Regions from separate parts of the Triticum aestivum genome. Here region 2 is linked to region 1. A link is a contact called in public Hi-C data. All regions are on one chromosome and are shown on one strand. The core of a region is the stretch at or near the end of the contact, and the rest is flanking DNA. Distances in the headings are between cores, read along the strand shown.

Evidence for each region. A called contact is a pair of places that touch in the nucleus more often than the background predicts.
Region 2: a Hi-C map of leaf shows a contact between it and region 1, with 4 times the contacts expected there. The contact joins the promoter of LOC123111743 here to the enhancer-like site in region 1. A contact is called at or near these places in 5 of 5 Hi-C or Micro-C datasets (leaf, root and an unstated tissue) and 1 of 1 datasets of contacts at active chromatin or transcription factors (leaf).

The regions. Positions count from the first base shown.
Region 1 is chr5B:338,880,317-338,885,867 of IWGSC CS RefSeq v2.1, forward strand. No RefSeq gene overlaps it. Among protein-coding and RNA genes, the nearest start is that of LOC123116082, 54 kb to the left of the region's middle. Within about 2 kb of position 3,130, at least 3 of the 8 cell types and tissues checked have an H3K27ac peak or open chromatin away from gene starts, as enhancers often do. A contact at or near this core is called in leaf, where this site is marked.
Region 2 is chr5B:339,021,607-339,027,157 of IWGSC CS RefSeq v2.1, forward strand. LOC123111743 (sulfite exporter TauE/SafE family protein 3) reads left to right here and starts at 3,036. Exons shown (of 13, transcript XM_044532593.1): 1 at 3,036-3,310; 2 at 3,428-3,679; 3 at 4,000-4,159; 4 at 5,210-5,410; 5 at 5,503-5,551. The coding sequence starts at 3,479.

The DNA.
Region 1 (5,551 bases), core at 1,880-4,379:
TTGTCTGATGTGGGGTGGTCTTGTCATCTCAATCTGCAAGGACATGTGAACAAAGATAATAGATAGGTCGAAAATCTGGTAGGGAAATGTTGCACAGTTTGCGGTGCAAAATTTTGGTACGCATCTCCTGAAGCTTTTCCTTGCAGGCATGTTTTTCGTGCTCCATTCTTGACGGTGACAGGGAGGGAGCAGACATCTCCACGACACTCGAGAGCCTGGAGAGAGAATGCAATGCCATGGCCAGCACAAAAGGCAGGCGATGAAGAAAAAGTATATAATATTCTTTAGTGCCATGGGCAACAGCATGCTTATGAATGATTCTGCATCCTGGAAAGATGATCCCTACACTGCATGTGATAATTATGCCAGTGTATGGTGGTGATAAGGTAACCCTACAAGGAGCGCTCCCAAGATTGGATCCATTCCAGTCCACCACCAGGCTTGATCAAAGTATGCCATCTTTCATTCTTGCAGATACCCATGCATGCATGTGCGGTTGCACCTCTGGTCATGCTGTTGCATCATTCATGGGGGGTTTAGCGGCTGGAGTGGAGATCTAAGGCCAACTCCACCGCACGATCCTATCTTATCCGCCGGACACGCTTTGGGGTAAAACACGGCCCAGCGCTAGACCCCAAACGGACAAAGTTGTTCGCAGATGTCCGTTTTCGTCCGGCTCAACCCCAAACCTGGAGCAAAGTTAGGCAACAAATGGGTCTGTGCGGACACAAACGGACGCTCTTCTCGCCCTCTCTCGTCCGCTCATGTCCGTCCCTGGCCCACGTATTAGCGACCCACGCCGAGCCACTTGTTGCTCCCCGCGCCAGCAGCCGGCCGCGCGCCGCCGCCGCGTACGCCACTACGTGCCCTGCGCCGGCCGCCGCGTCCGCCGTCGCGCGCCCGCGCCGGCTGCCGGGTCCCGCAACCCGCGCCCGTCGCCGTGACCGCGCGCCCGCTGCCGTCGTCACCGCGCTCGCGCCAGCTGCTGCGTCCGCCGTTGTGCGCCCCGCGACCCATGCCGGCTGCCGCGCCCGTCGCCGCGCCCGCCGTCGCGCGACCCGCGCCGGCCGCCGCACCCGCGCGCCCGCCGCTGCGTCCGCCGTCACGCGCCCGCGCCAGCCGCCGCGCGACCCGCGACCCACGCCGGCTGCCGCGCCCGCCGTCGCACGACCCGCGCCGGCCTACGCGCCCTTCGCTGCGCGCCGCGAGGAGGAGAGGAAGCGGCGGCAGGAAGTGGCGGGGCGGGACGGCGGCGAGGCGGAAGAGCTCGGGGCGGGGCGGAGGAGCTCGGGGCGGGGCGGCGGAGCACGGGGCGGGGCAACGGCGGGGCGGAGCGAGCTCGAGGCGGGGCGGCGGAGGACGGGGCGGGGCAACGGCGAGGCAAAGCGAGCTCAGGGCGGGGCGGCCGAGCACGGGGCAGGGCAACGGCGAGGCGGAGCGAGCTCGGGCGCGAGGCGGCGGCGTGCGCGGGGCGGCACGGCGAGGCGGTGGCGAGCTCGGGGCGGCATGGCGAGCTCGGGGCGAGGCGGCCGCGCGCTGCGACGAGCCGGGGCGGACCGTTTGGGTCCAATAGGCCTTGTGCGCGCTGGGCGCAGCTACCCCATATGCTTGTCCGCCCCCCGGACGCCCGCCCAGTCACTCCCCAAACTGTTCAAAACGGACGTCCGGATGAGGTCGCGCGGTGGAGTTGGCCTAAGTTCATTCCAAACGAAAACCGAAGACCATGCGTGTACCGTAAATACGGCTGCCTAGTTGCTGCCGTGCTGCCCTTTCAATAATGGAGATGCCAGATCCCTGGCCTGTGCTCACTTTTACTACTACGCACTACTACATGATGTGCATGACCCTTTCCAGGAAAGCTGAGATCGGGGTTTGCTTGTTCTGGGGATAAAGGTTCATGATTTTCTGGGTCAACTCGTAAAAGTGTGAAATCCTTGATAGCAACTTTTATGTTTCATTCACTTGAAATTCTCATGTTTCAGACCTCTCTGAGCATCCATCCACTGGTTATCTGATCTGCAGAACGCCATATTGATTGGGCCGACGCGTAGTACGTGGTGCAGCTCGCCAGCATGGAGCTGACTCACTCTTTTGTCCTGCTGCAGGCATCATCTTCTCTGGAGCACTTCTACTGTATGTGGTTACGGTCTGAACAGAGTCTTCTTTTTTCGTGCTTCGAGTGTGCAAAAAATGTCAGATTTGTCAATTCTGGCGGTCTTGTTGCAAAATAAATGCATTTTTGTATTGATGTGAACACTCACGATGGGGTGTGCTCATTGGTACGACAATCTTGTGAATTTAACTGCTCGTACTACACATTGCTCTCCTACACGACGGGGTGTGCTCTTCATGTTCTCTGTGGCTGGATCGGATCTCGCATTCAATGAACTCTGAATTTTCTGCAGAAGGTGTGTAGTAAATGGAGATGGCCGTGAGAAGTGGCTGAGCAACTGAAGACTGACAGACACAGGCACAGGTATAGTATCTTATTTGCCAGAACTGTCTTGATGAGTACTTGCTCCAGGTTCAGGTTCGGTTCTAGCCGGTGGCACTTGCCTTCCTCGCGCCGTCTCACGTGCTTGTGCTTGTAGCATGTGATTTTACCTCTTGCAGATCGGGATCTCGTTGGAATGAAACTCTGCGTCCGGATTCCGGCGATCGAGATTCGCCCCATCTGGGCCGTCCATCTAATTCCCCTAATCGGATGTGCGGAGGCTAGCATGATAAAACTCTGCCGAGTTAATTCCCTTGTCTCTGCAGTTCCGCATGTGATGTAGTACGGGTGATTTGACAGGAACTCACATGGTCCGGCCGCAGAGATCTTGTGATCCTCCTGTCGCTCAGTTCAGTCAGTTGGCTTCACTCCGGCCCTGCCAGTGGTAGTGTGTGGGCGAGAAGCCTCGAATTCTAGAATTTTTTTCAGCTTTCTTCTTTATGGGAATGATTATAAATTCTAGTACGATTGCTATGTTTTTGGCGCTTTGGGTAAATGGTGCTTCCATGAGTATATCTGCTGTTTTGCCAATCAAATCCTTCTTAGCGGTGCTGCGGATCTCGTGTGGATGCAAATGTTGGCCTAGCATGGCAAGGGCCCCCTCGTGTTAGTCCGGTGGTAGTAGGGTCCTGCCTGCAAAATGGGAAGGAACAAGCACAGGCCGGTGACGGTGATGCTGCTGGGTGATGGACAACAAACAGCCTACAGAACTTGACAAAATTGCCGAGCACCACGTGGGAAGGAACAAAGTTTCAGGTGGCCCCACTCCCACGGTGCCTTAGCCGTGCAATCTTGTCCGTGTCTCTAGGAGTCGTCTAGCTGACGATGAGCGGCGAGCGATGGCGCCATGCACATCCAACCGTCCAGGATGCAAGGTGAAGACTTTTACAAGTAGTGTGTGTGTAGGGCTAGAATTTTAACTTGAAATTCGCGAGTTAACGAGTAGCTCGTGGCTCATCTCGACTCGAGTCGAGTCAATTTTAATTTGAGTTCGTTCACATACCGAGTTTAAGGAGCCGAGCTAATGAGTTACCTCCTCCGTATTTAATGATCTAAACGCTCTTATATTTTTTTTATGGAGGAAGTATATGTTTAGCTCATTAAGCTCGTTAATTAGAGGAGGTGTGAGATAAGTACCAACATTTTTGTTGATTGTTGTTATTTATAGTGTATCAAGTGTTCCTGTAGTGTAAATTGTTGATTGTTATGATTTGTGAAGAAAAGTATGTGTCTACAAATATATTTTGTAAATAAATTGCATACATAATACATATATTTTGTTATTCACATCTATAATTAGCTTAACGTGCTAAACAATCTAGCTCACGAGTTATACGAGTCGAGCTGAATTTAAATCTGAGCTCGTTATGTTAATGAGTCGAGTCGAGCTAGTTCCATAAATATATCTTTTCATTGATAGAAGAAGTCAGAATAGTTCAAAATGAGGTACATCGTACGACACATACGCAATGCAAGGATGCGTTGACGATCTACCTAGAACAACGAGACATTGGGTGCCCATCCCAAATTCCCAATACATCACGAGTCTTAATTCTCAGGCCAAATGTTCTTAATCCCAGTGGCGACGGCGCGCACCCAAAGCCTCACGTCATCCTAGGTAGTCTGCACTAGGTCAGCAGCGAAGGGGCGCTGGCCGTTCAATATGCAGCCATTTTGGTGCTTCGAGTGCCACTAGGTTGTGAGCATGATGATGGAGGAGAGTCCATGACGATGCGAGATGGCGGCATGAGAGCAAGTGGAAGTCCACTAGTCCGGGAAGAGTTTCGACCGAAGGGTGTGAGCGTGGATTGACACCATGAAAGAATTGCATGCCATACCTGCCGAGAGAAGGAGCAACCTACAAGAAGATGGTGCATGTCCTCAAGGACCTGATTATAGAGTAAGCAGAAATCATCATGGGGAAGCCCGTGACGGTGAAGCCAGTCTAACAATGGTCCTTCAAGGCCAGCCAAGAGAAGACCTTGACCGCAGTGGGGGAGGGGGGGGTCTTCTAGGAGAGCCGCCAATGAGGGTCGGGGATAGATCCTTAATTAAAATATGGCAATGATGGTGGCAGGTGCCACCCGTGACACCAGACTTTGGTAGAAGTTGTGTGGGTGCATCCTTGTAGTGGTGTGCTTGTGTGCGTCTATGTTGTGCCCTTTTTTTCTTCTTCTAAAAAGGCATCATCATGTTCCACAACCACAATCCGAAACAAAGTTTTCAACGTGTGATGGGAGGTATCATTGTATGGAATTCTATACCGACCATGTTGTGGTTTCGTTGGGTGTTGAGACTTAGTATCAACCGATATTGATCATATTAGCACAATACTCCCACCGCCCCAATAGGTGGCCTATAAAATGAGTCAAAAAGCCAATGCTTTCTAAGTTTGCCGAAGCATGTATAACAAAATATGAAGATAAACAATATCAAATCAATATCAATGTATCCGCCATTAGATATATTTTCACAATTTACTTATATTTGATATTCTGGTTGTTGATTTTTTATCTTCCATATATTTGATCAAACTTAGAAATAATTAACTTCTACCTGAGTGTATACACCATCTATATGGGGATGGAGGGAGTATCGAGCATTTCAGCCGCTCAGAATAGATGAGACACTTTGAGTGAAAATGAATTATGTATAGGAAACAACAAAGGGAAATCCATGTGCCACAAACCAGGTTAAAAGCCAACTAGTTCTCAGAGTGCACAACAATCTTTTTCCAAAGGAGCGGAAGCTCTATATTAATCAAGCATCGTTGTTATAGGAAAACCCTTGAAGGAAAAGAAAAGTACAATCCCTCCATTTGTTAGTCATCCATAGTATCCATCCCGCACAAGCAGATGGACCGCAATTGTGCCGTTGATGGAGTTCCGCATCACCGTCTCGACAAGAAACTAGTATCCATGCAGGTGGCCAAGACAACAATGATCTCTATCGAGAAGTTTTGGCGATGTCGACCCCGAAGGATCCACAACTTCTGAAAGAAGACGACAGTGGGTCGATCAATGATATTTACAGGGGAAACAAAATACCCCATGCCTT
Region 2 (5,551 bases), core at 1,786-4,285, 140 kb after region 1:
CGACCATGATGTCGATGCAGGGGAAGTAGTGGAAGCAAAGGCGAATGGAGACGGGGACGGATCGGGAGCAGTCGCGTCGAGACGCTCCCCGAAAACCTTATTATCGTTCTCCCGGGCAGGATCTCATTGACAGGGTTCCAAAGGCACCTGCTCTCCCGACCAACCATGCACGTGGTCGTCGGGATGGGATCGCCGGGAGCAGCACAGAGAGAAGAACAGTAGATGACGGCTAGAGTTGTGCGAGAGGGAGTGAGTGAACTAAATTAGGGTTTACTCCACCGGCCAGCGCTTCTACCACATCGTTGTAAATGAAGTTCTACCATAACAAACACCGTCTTTTCATTGCAAAGTGGTATAGAGAATTGATCCAATATGGATGGAATCATGAATAGTCATTGGTTTAGTTTTTTTATACTAATTAAAACTTGCTATCTATGGAGCAATATGAACAAAAGAAAGAAAGTATTTATCCAGGAAGCCTCCGCCAAGATCCATTTTATTTAAGAGAAAAGTATACTTTTCGTCCCTCAATTTTTGGCGGAGCCTAGATTTGATCCCTCAACTCCAAATACAGACAACTTGCACCCTTAACTACTGAAACCGGGCAAGATTCATCCCTCGTCATTGTTTTGACCGGTTTTGGTGCTGTCCCACCCCGGTTTTAACCGTGCCGACTCGAATTCGCATACTTTTTCCAAGTTTGTTTAACGTTTTCAAATTCGGGTACTTTTATCAAATACGTAATCTTTTAAAATTAGTGTACTTTTTCCAAGTGCACGTACTTTTTTAAATCCACGTACTTTTTCAAAATTCATATTTTTTTTTAAAAATGACGTACTTTCTCATATCCGGTTACATTTTTTTGGAAAGGGTTCATGAATTTGGAAAATTTATGCGAACTTGAGAAAAGTACGTGGATTTGGATTTTTTACGCAAATTAGAAAAAAAATGGATTTGAAAAAAATATTTCAACTTGAAACAAGTACGTGAATTTAAAACAAAGTTCATGGATTGAAAAAGGAAAATGGATTTGACAAAAATACATAAACTTTAAAAAGTACGCGGATTTGAAACAATTATGCGAATTTCAAAAATAGTTCATGGATTTGGAAATAATACACTTGGATTTGATAAAATTACACGAACATGGAAAAAATACGCGGGTTTGAAAAAAGTATGCAAATTTAAGAAAATCACTGATTTGAAAAAAGCAAACAAATTTTAAAATAGTTCAGGGATTTGAAGAAAGTATGTTTACTTTTTAAAATTACGTGACCTTGAAAAAACTACATGAATTTGAAAAGAGTATATGAATTTCAAAAGGTTCACAGATATGAAAAAAATACGCGAACTTGAGTCAGCATGGGTCAAACCCCGGGTAGGTCAGCACCAAAACCGGCCAAAACCGAGACCAAGGACGAACCTTGTCCGGTTTCGATAGTTGGGGGTGTAAGTTGTCCGGTTTCGTAGTTGAGGGACCAAATCTAGATTTCACCAAGAGTTGAGGGACGGAAACCCATATTAAAATTCTATCATATGAATGAATCATAATTTGGAAAAGACGACCAAACAAGTTTGCTTAAAGGCGAGGCGGGCGGTGGAGGAGGAGGAGCGCGCGTGTACAACTCCTATTTCAAATTCTCAATAGCAAGTGGTAGAGCAACCCTTATAAAAAGGTTTCACTTTTCTTACTGTAGCAGTGTGGTACTAAACTTTCCACCAAACTTCCCACAACTTGCCGTACACACATTCATGACCTTTAAAGATTAACCAGATATTATTGTTTTATATGGGCCTAAGCCCATCCATAATCCATCAAACGTGTGGTTGCAGGAGAAAAGAGGCAAAGCTGCAAAAAGTCATACACATATAATCGGCGGATGGCGACCATACGAGCAAAATCACGTACACTCGTGAGAAAAAGCCTTTTGTTCCTTGCGCACGAGGGGTCCAAGCAAGCAAGCGGCGATAGAGCGCTGCTCCCTACGTTACGTACGGCTGGCAGTGGCAGTAGAGTAGAGTGGCGATGCCAAAAAGCAGTGCATTACTTGTGGTTTTGCTTGTTCCGTTATTCAGTTTGTTATAGGACAGCTTGTGCTCACCGATGGCTGGATTGTCGATATCCCTGGCTACCTAAGTTTCCTCGCAAGCCAGCCTTGGATGCATGGCGACAGTAATAACAACAACCAAGCACATGGATTTTCCTAGTAAAAGCGGCAGACAAACTACTATCCAGCCAAAAAGGAAGAGCAAATCAACAGAATAATAAAGAAAACAAAGGAAATGCGCGCCCCACACGAGGCGTTGTTGTTGTTGTTGTTGTTGTTCCATTAGTATGTCTTTGTGGATTTTAACACTCTTGTCCACGTAGAAAATAGTCCAGTAATAATGTTGGCGTCGGTGTCTCCAATGGATTCAGCCAAGGACAAGGAGGTGGTCTAGGTAGGAGCGACGGAAGAATGAAGCTGTCATGTGGACGCGATCTCCTTCTTTACTTTACACGTCTCAGTAGTACTATACCAGTATATATTTCATCTAGATCATGGACATGATAGTAACGTATAGTATAAACCAGCACCAACTTGCGCCTTCATTGTCCACTCCTGTACGAGATGGAAGCTGCACCCTCTGACATTTCATCGTTTCTCATTGGTTTTTCTTTACGAAAGTTTTTTAGTGTTTCTTTTCTAAAACTATCATATAGTTTCTTAGTGTTTCACAGGCCAAGTTCTCCTTTGTTTACCCTGCGAAAGAACTGCACTTTTTACTCGTCCGTGATCCCATCCTAGTCGTACCCGAAAAGAATTACTCCCTCCGTTCGTAAATGCTTGTTAGACGCAATAAATGTATTTAGATGTATTTTAATTTTGAATATCTATTTTATTTATTTCTGTGATAAGTAATTTGCGGACCAAGGAAGTAATCTACAGAACTATACTTCCCGGATCCAGGTTTCCTACACGTGATTCTCACTAAAAAGTGTCAACGGGCCGCTTCGTAATTTCGCCGCTGCGCAGCGGGTATATTGCAAACTGCCTCGCTGTCCCTCTAAATTTGGCCCGAGTTCGTTCGTAGCCTTCCCCCTTCTCACGTGTCTCTTCTCCCTCCCTCTTCGGTCTCCGCCGAATCCCAGCTCCTCCCGTCGCCCTCGCATTGCGTCCGGCTCCGGCGAGTTTCCTCCGCTTCCTTTCCCAATCCGAACCGCCGGAGACCACGGCTTCGACCGTCTTTGTCTTTCCCGCACGTCTGTCTTGTGCACCCGAGAGAGCCATCAGGAATCATCCAGACTAGGAGAGCCGCGGCGGCCTTCGTACGTTTCCGCAATCCCAAGCCGCAAACAAGGCGTTTCAATTCTGTGATTTCTCAGGCTCAGTCTGCCCTCCAGCTCTGATTATCTTCTTCTTTCTTTTGTTGTTGGGAAAAAAAGTAGGGAAGCGGTGCAGGAAGTTGCCTTTCTTGGCTTGGCTGGGTCCGAGGAATGGGGAGGAGGATGCGGCAAGCCATTGCCGTGCTAGGCGTCGCTTGCGCGGCCGCCTTCGCCGTCGCCGCCGCCGACCGTGGGCTCTCGCTGCCCAGCGACCGCGCCGTGGTGGTGGCGCCGGAGGAGATCAGCCTCCTCAACAAGATTGCCAATTTCATGTGGCAGACCGATAGGAACTCGTACCAGCATGTTTGGCCGGTAACACACAAAACAAACCCCAGCTTTCCGAGCATTTCTTTAACCAGCGCGTCTTTTCTACTAGCTTCTACTGTAGTTTGCTTTCAGCTATTTTATTAGCCATGAGATGAACCGCTGCACCTTTTTACCTGCTTGGTTTGTGGGAATTCAGTTTGACCCATGCATGAGGGAACTGAACTTTCTTGATTTAAATTAATTATTATGTAGCTCAAACTCCATACTACGTACATCTTTGTGTGTGATACTTTTTCAGTATATCTCTGTACCTCTTCTTTTTCGGATGTGTGGTGCTAATTTGGTGGATTTTCTGGATGTGGTAGCCAATGGAGTTTGGATGGAAAATGGTGCTGGGGTCGCTGATCGGATTCTTTGGCGCGTCATTTGGGAGCGTTGGAGGTGTTGGTGGTGGCGGGATCTTTGTACCGATGTTGACATTGATCATCGGGTTTGATCCAAAGTCTTCAACTGCCATATCCAAGTGTGAGGATCCAACTCTTTCCTTTGGGATTTTCTTCTTCTGTGCCTGCCTGCTCTGAAAGCAACAGTTCTTGCTGTCCCCAAGCATTCATTTCTCAAGCTTGTTCAGTATGCGGTGCTGTAAAGATTCCTTCATGTGTGCATTAGTTTGCCTGTTTTCTAGGTATCTTGCTTTTTAAGTATGAGGTGCTGTACTGATTAATTCATGTGTGCATTAGTTTACCTCTTTTCGAGGGATCTTGCTTGTCCTGTTACTGTTGGAAAGTTAGGCTGGCAAATTAGTTGGGAATTAGAGTATTTAAGTGTCCCAAAGGGGCAATTAGCGCTATTCTGTTTTGTTTGTGTTAGGTAGGTACCTTGTGATGGTTGCTAATTATATATTCATGTGTATCAGATTACGCCTTTGTGCCTTTGTCTGGCTCACTTACTCAATTATAAGCTAAGTCTATGTTTACTTGTTTCCATGAAAAGAAGTAGGTACAAAGGTGTGACGGCTATACAATAATCAAAGTATTAACATGCAAATCTGAAATATTGAAGTTCAGTGGGCAATGATCCTGCATTAGGGTATAAATGTGTGTTTTATGGAATACATTCTATTCCATTAAACGGTACGACCAGCAATATCGTCTCCATGTACCGAACTGAGCACAAAGTCAGGGTCGACATCCGGCTATTTGGTTTGGAACTCGTGACCTATCCCTGCACCATGTGCCAGCACCGTGTCTACAACCTTATAACAATGCACCTTCATTTCTCAGATATTCTTTCTGATCTGTAATACTAATTATCTGGTTTGCGTCTTTATCGTCAGTATACATCCCTGTTGTTTAGGAATTCATTTACGTTTACACATAATTACCTCTCTCTACTTAGAATTGTTGGTTGACATCATTATACTCCTAGTAGTATAGTACAATTCATAGAAATCTCTGGCTGCTGACTTACTATATGAGTCTTGCAAAAATATGATAGAATAATATATAAGTATTGAGTTGCAAATACAATGTTTGTTCAGCGATTTTAATTGATACTTTGTATTCATTTGGACAGGTATGATCACTGGTGCAGCTGTCTCAACTGTGTACTACAATCTCAAGCTGAAACATCCGACTTTGGACATGCCGGTGATCGACTATGACCTAGCACTGCTCATCCAGCCTATGCTAATGCTCGGGATTAGCATCGGTGTTATTTTCAATGTTATATTCCCTGACTGGCTGGTCACAGTTCTCTTGATAATCCTTTTCCTAGGTGCTGATTAACCCCTAAACTGCTGCATTCGTTTTTTTGGTTATCTAGTTCTCATGAATGACCTTTCTTTGCTTCCCCAAATTAAATTGTAGGCACATCAACTAAAGCTTTCCTGAAGGGTGTTGAGACATGGAAAAAGGA